Regions from separate parts of the Sus scrofa genome. Here region 1 is linked to region 2. A link is a contact called in public Hi-C data. All regions are on one chromosome and are shown on one strand. Each heading gives the region's core, a stretch centred on a gene start, on an enhancer-like site or on the middle of the called end of the contact. The rest is flanking DNA. Distances are from core to core; before and after follow the strand shown. Region 1 holds the start of ZNF286A (zinc finger protein 286A). Region 2 holds the start of CDRT1 (CMT1A duplicated region transcript 1 protein).

The links. Hi-C and Micro-C count contacts between places; a contact is called where the count stands out from the background.
Region 1: a contact with region 2 is called in a Hi-C map of embryonic fibroblasts, with 4 times the contacts expected there. The contact joins the promoter of ZNF286A here to the promoter of CDRT1 in region 2. A contact is called at or near these places in 1 of 5 promoter capture datasets (liver), 22 of 47 Hi-C or Micro-C datasets (adipose tissue, alveolar macrophages, brain and 14 more) and 1 of 2 datasets of contacts at active chromatin or transcription factors (skeletal muscle).

What each region holds. Positions count from the first base shown.
Region 1 is chr12:58,962,523-58,969,236 of Sscrofa11.1, forward strand. It overlaps ZNF286A (zinc finger protein 286A), which reads left to right and starts at 1,891. Exons shown (of 6, transcript XM_021067914.1): 1 at 1,891-2,013; 2 at 2,306-2,507.
Region 2 is chr12:58,920,675-58,927,271 of Sscrofa11.1, forward strand. CDRT1 (CMT1A duplicated region transcript 1 protein) reads right to left here and starts at 3,850. Exons shown (of 14, transcript XM_021067906.1): 1 at 1,710-3,850. The coding sequence starts at 2,214. It overlaps TRIM16 (tripartite motif-containing protein 16), which reads right to left. Exons shown (of 6, transcript XM_021067910.1): 6 at 5,409-6,528. The coding sequence ends at 5,945.

The DNA of each region.
Region 1 (6,714 bases), core at 641-3,140, 40 kb after region 2:
TCAGATGATGGGAAGAAAGGGGTGCTTTCTTGAAGGAATTAAAAATCGCCTTGCCTCAAAGTTTTTGAAAGCCATTGAAGGGTCTTAAGCACTAAAGTAACATCGCGTTCTTGCTTTAGAATGATCGCCAGCCAGAAATGCGGCCAAAAAAGTTGGTGGGAAGTTAGAGAAATCAGTTATAAGGCTGGTACTACCATCCTAGTGAAATGTTAGCAGCTAGTGTAACCCAGCAGGACCCTGCAAAGCCTTCCCAGAGTGGACCCTACTCATGCCCCCCACCTGCCTTTTTAGCTATAGAAAAACTTTAAACAATTTAATCAGAGAAGAAAATACAGAGAAAAAGGAAAATAGTCTAGCAAGACAGAATAACAGTTTAGCCATTCAACAAAGTCAAGGACCTTTAATTACTTCTTCAAGAACCGTAACAAATATTCTGAGCCATGTCCTTGGAGCTGTAGGTGCTGAAGCCCCACCAAGAGGAAGACATCAACTGTGTGCTGCCCATTAGCATGTAGATCGCAGACCAGCTGGAACCAGAAGGTTGAGGACACGGACTCCCTGGGACCTCACCACCCACCCATCAGGAAAATGTCCAGGAGCTGATCCCTCCCAGCTCCTCAAACAGTTTAAGACTCCTCACTACCCCCTCCAAGGGTGGGGCACAGTCCTTGACGCACCAGCCTGCCGTGTTCCCCTCTTTGCCTAGCAATTAAAACTACTTTTTTCGTTTCCTCAAACTCTGTCTCAGAGTTTCTATCGCATGGCTGTACAGAGGCAATCGATATTTCCGCAACACTAGAACTAAAATAATGCTGGTGGGGAAAAAAGAAAGATGGACAAATTGAAAAGTCAAGAAATAAAATATGTAAGGGGAGTTTCTGTTGTGGCTCAGTGGAAACGAATCCTACTGGTATCCATTAGGATGCGGGTTCGATCCCTGCCCTCACGCAGTGGGTCAAGGATCCAGTGTTGCCATGAACCGTGGTGTAGGTCACTGGATATGGAAGTTGCTGAGTCGTAGGCTGGCAGCTGTAGATCGAATTACACCCCTAGCCCGGAAACTTCCATGTGCCGCCCTTGCACCCCCTCAACCCCGAAAAAAAACAGAAAGAAAGAAATTGAAAGAAAGAAATTGAAAGAAAAAGAAATTGAAAGAAAGAAATTGAAAGAAAGAAAAGAAGGAAGGAAAAGAAAGAAAGGAAGGAAGAGAAAGAAAGAAAGAAAGAAAGAAAGAAAGAAAGAAAGAAAGAAAGAAAGAGGAAGGAAGGAAGGAAGGAAAGAAAATATACAGGGCTTGGTGATAAACAGTGAGTGTTGAGGATATTCTGGTTTTGGCTTTTTCAATGGGTTTGTGAGCAGCGATACTATTCCGAGGAGCGATGGGGCAATTCAGACATTTTAAGTTTGAGGTGGGTAGATTTGTCCCATAACAAAATTACGGACTAACCAACCACGCTCCCTTGAGAGAACATCTCTTTTGATAAACTTAACTTTTCTGCTTGTAAGAACGTGTTCCTCACATTTGTTGCAACTGGTTGAATCTTTACAACTCACCTATCTCGTGTGTGAATTTTCAGAATTCCGAGTGGCCTAGGGACGCTGAACACCGCTCTGCAAATTACACCTTTCGCACTGTTTGAAAGCAAAGTTTGAGTCTGGGGTCTAACACAGTTTACACCGTAGTGATTTGCGGGGTGCGGTTCAGTAGCCCCACGTGCAGACGGAGCGCGGGCCCAGCAAAAGCACGCTTCCCGCTCTCCTAAGTGCGCGGCATCCTGCGCGGGCCGAGCGCCCGCTACTCTCGCGATAGAGAGAGACCACGGCTCTCGGTATCCCCAACCGCGCCACGCTCGCACCCACCTGCAGGGGAGCGGAGTCCGGCCACGCCCGGGGGGTTCTGGGAATCGTAGTTCCCGGGCCGGTGGAGGTTCGCCAGCCTTGCCCCCGATCTCGCGCATGCGTGACTCCGGTGGCCCGAGAAGTTCGTAGCCTTTGTCAGGCCCGTGGTAGGAGGTGAGTTGTCGCTCAGGTGCCACTCTTTTCGCCCGGCCCCGGCGGTGGCCCCCGGGGCGTCAGTCTGCGTCCCGCCTGGTAGAGTGCGCGCCGGAGCAAGGAGCGTCGAGGGCAGGCACGAGGCCCCCGGGCGCGGGTGCGAGCGCGGGGCGGCGGGCTCGGCGGGCTGGGGGCTTGGTCTGCGCGCCCGCCCTTCGGCGGCGGCTCGAGCGCTGCCCTCTCCGGCCGCGCGGTCCCCGGGCAGCTGCGAGCAGAGGCTCCTGGCCTCAGGGATGCTGTCCTGGGATTCCAGGTGCCAGGTTCGCAGGGCCGAACCGGTTCGGGACGGAACGAAGCCTTTTGGAGGAGCCCCCAGAGGGGAGGCGGGAAGAAGGAACGCGGGGCCTCGGGGCTTCCACGCTTCTTCCCTGAGAGGTCGGCCCTGGCGGGAGAGCAGAACCTTCGCGGCCAGGAGGAGGTGGTAACCATGGAGACCGAAATGCCCGGGAAGAGAGGTGAGGGGGCTGGTGTTGAACTTGCGCTGGGGGCAGGGCCACAGCCTTCCTCGGGCGCGGGAGTCAGAGCTGTCCGGCTCCTTTGTCTGGGGATGGACGGGTGAGTGAGAGTGGACGGCTTGGTGTGGGCTCACCCCTCTTCCACTCCAGCTGGTGCACAGTGGCCCTCCAAAGCCTCCCCCCAAATGTGAGCGAAATGTTAGCTTCTGAGGCTTGAGCGTAGCCTCACACCTCCTCTCACACCTTCTTCCTCCGTGATGATTATACGTATCCTGGTCTCATCAATGGGTCTGAAAGTTTAGCTTTATGGGTTGGCAGAAGTATTTAACACACTTGTCGTTCCACTTTGCACAAAAACCCTTTGGTTTCAGTAGAGCAGAAATTTTTGTCTTATCTCAGAGAAAATAGGCATCGGAGTCAATGACTGACTTCCAGTTCTTCTAGCCAGTGTTTCTTGAAGTTTGGTCTGCGACCTCCTGTATCAGAATCCACACCCCGCCCCCTCCCATACTTGTTCAGTTTGTAAATCGTACCCCAGTCTCAACAGTGATAATTATTTGGGGGTGAGATCCAGCGATTTACCTTTAACATAAGCCTGAAGGTTTTAACCAAAAATTTTTAGGTTAATTTTTCAAAAGCATGGAGCCTCTTTTTCCCATATTAATTTAATCTAGATTAAGCTCGGGAAAAAAAAAAAAAAACTTATTTTAATTTCCAGACCAGAGAATGCCATCTTCCTGGATGTGTCACAGTGCTGCCACTGAGTGAATTGAAGCCTCAGGTAGCAACATGCTGGGTTGTTTCTGGCTCCCTTCAGCAGAAGCGTTTGTAGAGAGCATCATTAGTAGGGTGGCGGGAAGTTTAAACTTGTAAATCTGAATCACAAGATAGATCTAGGCCGCCTCCTTTCTGCTTTCTTGCCCTTAGCTCTGTCTTCCCAGGATTCTCCATTTTCCCAAGAGAAGAGCACAGAAGAGGGAGAAGTGGCAGCCCTTCGCCTTACTGCCAGATCCCAGGTGAGCTAGTATTGAAATGGCACTGTATTTCTCAGAGTACAGACGCACTCCCCACTTTCTGATGTGGCATTTCTGTGTCTGCTAGAGCCCATCTAGAGAACAGAGTTCTAATTCTAAGAGATGACTTGAGTGGCTAATAGACTCCGTGGAAAGTGTTTTGTACTTCCTCGTGGTATCCTCTCCATCCAATATTTATTGTCACTCCGCAAGCCTGGAAGGAGCATCACCTACTAGCTAATTTCTGTGCTTAGTAATTTGGGAAACTGTTTTAAAAGACAGCAGGGCACATACCTCTTAAACTGTATGTTCCACTATGTGACACATGACTGTTAAGTGGAAATTTAAGAAAGCACCTTGGAGTTCCTGTTGTTAAGAACCCAACTGGTATTCATGAGGATGGGGTTTGATCCCTCATCCTGCTCAGTGGATTAAGGATCCGGCGTTGCTACTGAACTGCAGCATAGACCTTGCAGATGGGGTTTGGATCTGGCATTGCTGTGCCTGTGGTATAGGCCGGCAGCTGCAGCTCTTATTAGACCCCTAGCCCAAGAACTTCCATATACTGCTGGCCTAAAAAGAAAAAGAAAAAGAAAAAAAAAAAGCACCTTAAGTCCTGGAATGAGTTATGAACATACAAAAATAGATGATGAATGCTCATCTATATTAGAAATGAACTGTTATCAAGTCTGCAGCTTACTTTCCAATTTCCCTCTTCTCCAAGGGCAAATATTAAGAATTGTCAAATTTAAGTGGTAGTTGTAGTATATCAGTGAATAGTGTGTTAGTCTTTCAACTTTTTGTGTATCTGAAAATTTTTATTAAATGCAGTTGGGTAGGAGGAAAACCACCCATGATGTGTCATATACTACAACCCAGGGATTCCTCAATTTGCTATGTGACTCCAAAGTGTAAAAAGTGGGCATTGCACATTGCTATGGTATGTAAAAACAATTTCTCAAGATCCTTATATACTTGCTTGCCTCCATTGGTTTTTCGAATGCCTTACATTATTAATATTGGAGACTTTCTTAGTCAAGAAGCATTAAGTTGCAGCTGATGAAAACAGGATTCAAACTGAAAGCAAAAAGCCATATTTACTGACTAATGAAAAATCCGGGTCTGGCTAAGATTGTGTTCAAGCAGTGACATTAAGACATATTCTTGGGGAGTTCCCGTCATGGCTCAGTGGTTAACGAATCCAGCTAGGAACCATGAGGTTATGGGTTCGATCCCTGGCCTTGCTCAGTGGGCTAAAGATCCGGCATTGCTGTGAGCTGTGGTTGTAGGTCGCAGATGCAGCTCAGATCCTGATTTGCTGTGGCTATGGTGTAGGTTGGCGGCTATAGTTCCGGTTAGACCCCTAGTCTGGGAACCTCCATATGCTGCGGGTGCTGCCCTAGAAAAGACAAAAGACCAAAAAAAACAAAAAACAAAAACAAAAAAAACAACTATTCTTGGAGTTCCCTTTGTGGCACAGCAAATCTGACTAGTATCCATGAGGATGTGGGTTCGATCCCTGGCCTTGCTTAGTGGTTAAGGATCCTGCATTGCCATGAGCTGTGGTGTGGGTCGAAGACATGGCTTGGATCCTGAGTTGCTGTGGCTGTGGTTTAGGCTGGCAGCTGCAGGTCCGATTTGACCCCTAGCATGGGAACTTCAATAGGCCACAGGTGTAGCCCTAAAACACACACACACATACACACACACACCCTATTCTCTGTGTTTCACTGATCTTTTCTTTTTTTAATAATGATTTTTTTCTTTTATAGTTGGTTTACCGTGTTCTGTCCATTTTCTACTGTACAGCAGAGTGACCCAGTTACACATACATATATACATTCTTTCTCTCACATTATCCTCCATCATGCTCCATCACAAGCGGCTAGATATAGTTCCCAGTGCTATAGAGCAGGATCTCATGGCTTATCCATTCCAAATCACTGACCTTTTCTTTTGTCTCGTGGGTTTTGCTCTCAAGCATACTTTTCTTCTAGTGCAGGCTGGCCTCTAACTAATTTGGGTTTATATCTTCCCTTCTGGTCATTCCAGGAAAAGTACTGAGGCCAACTCTTTAATGGTCTTAGGCTCATTCTTGGACCAATTTTTGCCAAATCTGAGTGTAACAATCAGACTAGAAAATATACCTGCACACACACACACAAAGGCACATCCCACCCATGGGTCAGAGATGGAACTAGTACTGCCTGAACTGCCTGGACTAAGAGTGGCCAGGCGTAGCAGCCAGAGGAAAGTCAGGGCACGCATGCCAGAAGGGTGAATGTTTTATATATTTCAGCATGTTGGTATTAGATTTAAGGCTAGTTACAGCTTTAGGATGGATTACACCTTCTATGGACAATTTTAAAACTATCCTTTTTGCATCACGTTAGATTTTGTTTGATGCTAGTATCACAGCTGTCTCACTGGAATTTACCTGGGGTATTTTTCTTTTACTTACTAGATTTTTTATATATTAAAGTTTTAATTCTTGCTCATAGTAACCAGGTAAACGGCACAGACACATATAAATGTAAATTACCTGTACTTCCCTTCCCGAGTTCAGTCCCACACCTCTCCCTACTGAGGCTAATAGTTTGGTGTATATTTTTCCCATATGTTTTTGTTGAGCTTGCACTACTGTATTCAGACATATGGCATATTTCCTCCCATTCCCTACCTCCCATCTCCCACCTTTGGGGTTTTGTTTAGGTCTCCTTTCTGTAAAGAGGTTGTGGCTATAACAAATTAATTTATTCGTATGAATATGATTACTCGTATGTTTCACATTTTTCTTGCCTTGTGATTTTTATAATCCTGTTTACTGTGCTTTCCTTCTTTGAATTTCTTTTCTGCCTTTTGTGCAGTAGTTTGCATTTTGGCTATTCTGATTTTTTTCATATATGGTTTGGAAATTAATGCCTACTAAATGTCAGTTTAGCTATAAATATGCAGATTGTAGGCTCAGTCATTTTTTTTCTTGTAATAGCTTGTCTCCTCAGTGGCTACTTAATAATTTTTACATTTTATTTTCCAAGGATGATTCTTATATTTTTTTAAGTCTCGGTTATTTCTATTTTTTGAAACTTTTTTGAAATAATTTTAGACTAATAGAAATATAGCAAATGGTAGAAAAGGCTCTCACAGGCTCTCCATTCAAATTCTCCAAAATTTAACATTTTACCTCACTTTAT
Region 2 (6,597 bases), core at 2,600-5,099:
ACCTCTGCCGGCTTCTTTTAGATCTACACAAAACTGACCAGGCCAGTTATGTCTGTTTTCACTTGGGGCTCCGAGTGTCTACGCAGAAATCGCAGGAAACCTCACATTAGCCTTTGCCGGCGCACCCAGAGTGCAAAATCCACCCGAGCGCTATACACTTGGGGATGGCGCGATAACAGGGGGAGGGCTGGAAGCTGGAAGAGAGACTGCCTTCCTGAAGTTTTGCTTAATTTTCTTCCATGATACGAATAAATGCCGTTGAGCCAAATTAGCAATTTTAATTTTTAAGAGAGAAGCTCCCCTAGGAAAAGGGGAAGGTTGCCACAGCCTGGGACTGAACTTCACTTTTAATACAAGGAGCCGGGCCCTGCTGTGAGGAGGACCAGAGAGCGGGGTGGGCGTGTCTACAGATGAGGCTGCTGGGCCTGCTGCCCGTGGGGTGCGGGGGGAGATAGCACTGCCCACAGGAGATGCTCAGGACAGGAGGCCTGGTTTCAACCCCTTGCCTGGGTGACCACAGCCAAGTCACTCGGACCCCCTGAACTTTGGCCCATTTACCTATAAAATGACGGAGTTGGACTGGTCAATCTCTAACTTACAAGATGCCCTGATTTTCTCCACCGCTTCCTCATTCCAGATGGTCATTCATTTACTTCCCTGACACACCAAAGAGATCAAGGGCATACGTGGGGATCTAACTGCCCCCAGGGTCATTCCCTGGGACTCTATGCGTCTGCAGACATGACCACAAGTCGGGGCTCGTGGACAGCAGGAGTCCCCCGCCCTCAAGAGCTCACACGCTGACTCTGTCCACCTGACGCTCTGTCCCAGCCTCCTCCCACTTGCTAAATCCCTGCTTCCCATGTTGGACCCCCCTCCTGGACCCCCTGCGACCCCCGCCCCGGGCCCTTGCTTCCTTTCCGGTTGCTTTTGCTGCTCCAGCTGGCCAAACATTTCCAAGACCTTTTCACAGACACCCTAGACCACTGGCGTTCAGAGTGAGGGCCCCAGATGGCATCAGCATCCGCTGGGAGCTTGTTAGATGTGCAGGCTCTTGGCTCATCTCACACCTGCTGGCTGGGAGCTCTAGGGGAGGACCCAGCCACCTGTGTCTCAATAAGCCCTCCCAGTGATTCGAAGAAGGCAATGTTGGAGAACCACTGCCCAGCCCTATTGGGCCCTTTTGCTACCTCCAGTCTCGGATAAATTCAACTTCGAGGTTAGATTTTATGTGCAAGCAAGAAATACGGTGGAGTGAATGAGGAAAAGCCTTGGGTTTGACCTTTCAGCTTGGTTTCCAGGCAGGACAAACTAAAGGGCAAAACAGTTCCGCCTAATACGCTTACCTCCCTCCCAAACCCACTTCAACAACACCTCCCCCCAACCAAGGCAGGAACCGCACCAGCAGTGAGAAGCAGAGGTGTGGACCAGCCACCTCTGAGCCTAAGGGATGCAGAAATCCCTTCCAAACGCTGGACAGTTAAAAGTTCCTTCTGCCTTTTACGATTTTCTGTTAGGAAGTCACACTCGGCAGCTTCTGCTTTGGTCAGTGGGATCGGGCGTCCCGACAAAGGCCTCTGTTCTGCAATCTGGAACACCCCCAAATCCCCGTCGACCTGAACTTGTCCACCCCTCCCGCTCCTTCGCAGCCCTGGGGTCTGGACTCCTGGTCCTTGGGCCCTCCAGTCTCTCCCTGCGCCCCTGCCTACCTGAGACGCTGCTCCACTCTCTCTGAAACAGGACGCGGATGACGGAGGCGGCGGTGAGCAGTAACTTGGGCTGGCACATCTGCATCAGCAAGAGTGTGTAATTCACCTTCATCTGGTGAGTGCTGTTCCCAAACCAGCACAAAAGCTCCCGCATCTTCTGTTCCACCGTCTTATCCAGCCTTTGGTTCAAGGAGAACTTGGCCATGCGCCCCTCCTGGTTGCTGAGGTTGACCCGGGACCGGTGGTAGACGAAGTCCTTCCCCTGAGTGGTCTGGAGGATGTTTTGAAAGTAGTGTAGCAGGTACAAGCTGTCCAGCTGCACCAGGACGCTGACCAGGAACCTCGTCTGCGATGACTCGCCCACCCTTCGGAACCACTCTTTGGTGGAGAAGACCTTCCAGGCCAGGACACACGTCTCACACTTCCGGCACACGGGGACAGAGTCGTCCCCCCTCTCGCATCGGAAGTAGGGGGCATTCTTGAGCCGCAACTCCAGGTTCTCCATGGTCCTGAGATGACCAGCTCATTTTAACCTTGTCCGTTGTCGATGCCACCAAACCCCAGGGGAACAGGAGAGGCTGATAAAGATCCCGACGGAGCCTTTTCTGACATAAACATCTCCCAAAGGAAAAGGAAACTGCTGCGATGGATGGAGAGCTTCTCTCTCCCAGAAACTGCCGGTTGAGTCTGGCTTTCTGTACTGACCTCCTAGGAAACATGGCTTTACCGTAAATCTCCTAAGCCTGGAGCTGTGCAGGGGGAAGGCGGTTGCTGTATATTCTGAAAGAGCTGGTCATCCCGTTTCTAGAACCACAGGAACAGAGTCAAATTAAAATAATGTACGGACCCCTTTTATTTTATTTTGGCTGCTCCTGTAGCATGCGGAAGTTCCTGGGCCAGGGGTCGACCCCACGCCACAGCAGTGACCCAAGCCACAGCAGTCACAACACCGGATCCTTAACCTGCTGAGCCATGAGGGAACTTCTGGACCCCTTTGAAATTAGGGGGAACGAATACTGTGGAGCCTGGGGTTGAACTTAGATTGTTGTTAATGACTTTTAAATATTTGTGAGTATAAAATTAGACGGGAGCTTTGTTTTCTAGCTGTTGGGTTATAGTGCTCCTGAAAATGTAAACTATAAACAGTCATCTTCTTAACTCATTGTCAAAGTGAAAACACAAATGTTTCACACATACCTGTTACTTGACTGCTTCAGAGTACCAGCCAGAAACCGCTGCAGTGGAAAACTGTCCCTGGACCTGAGACGGTCTTCCAGCCTCAACAACACGTCGACGCAGGAGCACTGGAAGCAGCACAGCTGAGGCGTGAAGAGTGTGGGGCCTGGGGCCAGACTCCTGGGTTTAGACCCCGGCGCAGCTGCGGACTGGCTCCATGAACACAGACACATTCCTTAACCCTTTATGCTTCAGTCTCTTGTCTGCAAAATGGAGACAACAGCAGTTTCCACTTCACAGAGTCTGTGTGAGGGTTAAATGAGGTGTACTATGCCAAGCACTTAAAAGCTTGCCTGGCACACATTTAGCCTCGAGAAATGGTAACTACTGGGAGTTCCCTGGTAGCCCAGAGGTTAAGGATTCAGCGTCGTCATTGCTGTGGCTTGGGTCACTACTGTGGCTCGGGGTCAATCCCTGGGGCCTGGGAACTTCTACATGCTACCGGCGTGGTCAAAAATACAATAAAATTGCAGCAAGGTGGATGGAACTAGAGACTCTCATACTCAGTGAAGCAAGTCAGAAAGAGGAAGACAAATACCATTTGATATCACTCATATCTGGAATCTAATATACGGCACAAATGAACCTTTCCACAGAAAAGAAGCAAACTCATGGACGTGGAGAACAGACTTGCGGTTGCCAAGGGGGAGGGGGAGGGAGTGGGATGGACGGGGAGTTTGGGGGCAGTAGATGCAGACTATTGCATTGGGACTGGAGAAGCCATGAGATCCTGCGGTATAGCACAGGGAACTGTATTTAATCACTTGTGATGGAACACGATGGAGGATAATGTGAGAAACAGAATGTATGTGTCTGTATAAATAGGTCACTTTACAGCAGAAATTGACAGAACACTATGAATCAACTATAATACAATTTTTCAAAGCATAAAATAAAATAAGATAAAATGGATCTGTACATTATTGAAAAGTCTCATTGTCGTTGGGATCCTTATTTGGGGCAGCCGATCATCAATGTCCAGTACCGAGTTTATAGGGCACATGTATGTACACTGAAAGGCACGGGGAAGAAAACAAAGTGTGTAGTTTTGAAAAGAAAAAAGACGTGAAAATGACTTATCTGTTTTGTGAGATCTTTAGCCCTGGCCTGTGCTCCCCCAGGAGTCATGACTGGGCCATTACAGACAAAGCTGGGAGCGTACGTGGCCCTGGGCGTCCCCAACAGAAGGCCCCGCTGTCACCGATGACCCGGAAGGAGACCACTGGGCTTCCTAACATTTTTGAGACCAAAGGCCTGTTCGTAAGTCACGTCATCTGCAGAAATGCCGTGTGGAGCACAGACACAGTGAAAGTCTACGAGCAGACGCGCGTATGTTCCAAAGTTACCTGGGCAGCAGGGCGTCACTGAGAGCAACGGGGCTATTCTGAAGACAAAACCTTGACACCGCGGCCAAAGATGACAGGCACTGTCCAACTTCTAACTCCACAATTTATTTTTTTATTTATTTATTTTTGCTTTTTAGGGCCATGGCATATGGAGGTTCCCAGGCTAGGGGTCCCATCGGAGCTGCAGCTGCTGGCCTACACCACAGCCACAGCAACGCCAGATCCTTAAACCACTGAGTGAGGCCAGGGATCGAACTTACGTCCTCGTGGACGCTAGACAGATTTCCACTGAGCCATGACGGGAACTCCCAAACTCCACAAAATTTGTATCAGCAGCTGCTTCGGAGAACCTGGAGTCCACAGCAAACAGTCTGCAAACATTCCTAGATGCTGACATATTCAGAGGCGCCTGCATGTCTCAGTTCTCAAGAGGTTCCACCAGAAAAACATTCTCTCTCTCTCTCTCTCACACACACACACACACACACACACACACACACACACACACACACTGTATGAACGTGTATATAAACACAGAGGGAGCACATGTCAAAAAATGCAAATAATTGGTGGGGGGGCAGAGTACAGAGGGTTTCTTGTCCTCTCCTTTCCGCTTTTCAGAGGTTTTGGCTGTGCCCTGGGAATGCGCAAGTTCCCAGGCCAGGTATCAAGTCTGCATCACGGCTGTAACCAGAACCACAGCAGTGACAACGCAGGATCCTTAACCGCTGAGCCAGGAGGGAACTGCACTGGTGCATGTTCATCATTCATCTTAGGCAGGCGACTGTCGAAAGGAGAGTGACCTGATCAGGGGGCGGAAGGGCTGGACACCACACAGGAACACGGGACATGTGGTGCGAAACCAAGCTTCCCGGGGGACGCGTGAGGAGCTGCTCTTGGAACGAGGCACCAGATGTGTCCCCATCACAAGGCGGCTCCAGAGAAGAGCGAGCACCGCCCCGAGAGGTCGGGGGACTGAGACACGGACCTCGCTGAGACATTCTTAAGAGTCCTCGCTGTCCCCAAATCGGATGAGCTGCCGCTCAGCCTCTGCACGTCTCAGACGGGGAGCGGGGCGGGGGGGGTGGGGTTGCAAAGAGAACGAGGCCGAGAGACACTCCATTCATGAAGCGGTTTATTCTCCACACGACACCCCTGATCTAAGGGGGAAGGCAGCAGAGAAGTTCAAGGTCAGCCCTCCCAGGTTTGAATCCCAGCTCGGCCCCTCCCCATGTGACCACTGTGACCTCGAGCAAGCTCCCTAAACCCCGAGGACCCCAGCTTCCCCAGCTGCTAAACGGGGCTGCTGTTGGGGTCACAGGAGGGAGGGGTGATGCCCAGAAAGCCCTCAGGACAGTGTCTGGGACACGGGGAGGACGCGATAAAGTTGGTGAGTCCTCCGCAGGCTTTTTGATCGCTCTGAGGATTCCTGGTGACCAACTCCGGGCTCAGCGCGCGTCCACCTGAGCAGACTGGAGAGTGTCGCTAGAAGACGAGGAGGGGGCGGAGGGCCTGCGGAGGCTGCGACCGTGGAGAAGAGCGCCGTGTGGCAGCCAGAGACCCTTCCCGCGCGACTTCTAAGGCAGCTCCCACTGGCAGGGACCCCCCTTGGACCAGGCTGCCGTCCCATCTGCGGGAAGCGGATTCCGGCCTCTAGGGAGCAGCCTCCACTGAGGTGGGCGCCGGCTTTCCCAGTTCCTCTCCCAGATCCACAATCCGGATGGCGTCCTCCTTCTTGGAAAGCCAGAAGGCGGGGTAGACGGGCTCCGAGAACCTGCAGTCAAACCTGTGCACCAGAGTCATGGCATCGGGCTCCACGCCGTAGAAGGAGAGGACCCCGCCCGGAGAGTCCACGTAGACCCCCAGCCTCCGGCAAGGGCTGGCCTTGAGCGGGGTCTCCGTGTCGCTGTGCCAGGCCCTGAACGCCTTCCCGTCCCAGTGGAGGCTCCAGGAGAAGCTGTTTCCAGAAATGCAGCTGTTGCGTTCCTCGCCCTTCCGGTCGATGCCTTTGCACGTCAGGCCTACGTAGACGCCGGCCCCGGAGAGCTCCAGCTCGAAGTAGTACCTGTGCAGGTACAGGCTCTGCTGGGCCAGCACCTGCCGCCAGTGCGTGAACCTGCTGGGGAGGTCGGGGTAGGGGTGCTCCCAGGGCGCGGTGTTGGTGACCTTGCGGTTGTCCTCCTGCAGCCGGAGGTACCTGTGTGCCGTGTCCGGGTCGAAGGCAATGTCACAGGCGTCTGAGGGGACACAGAGGGTCAGGGACAGACAGCTGATTTGGACTGAACACCTCCAACCTGGCCAGCCTC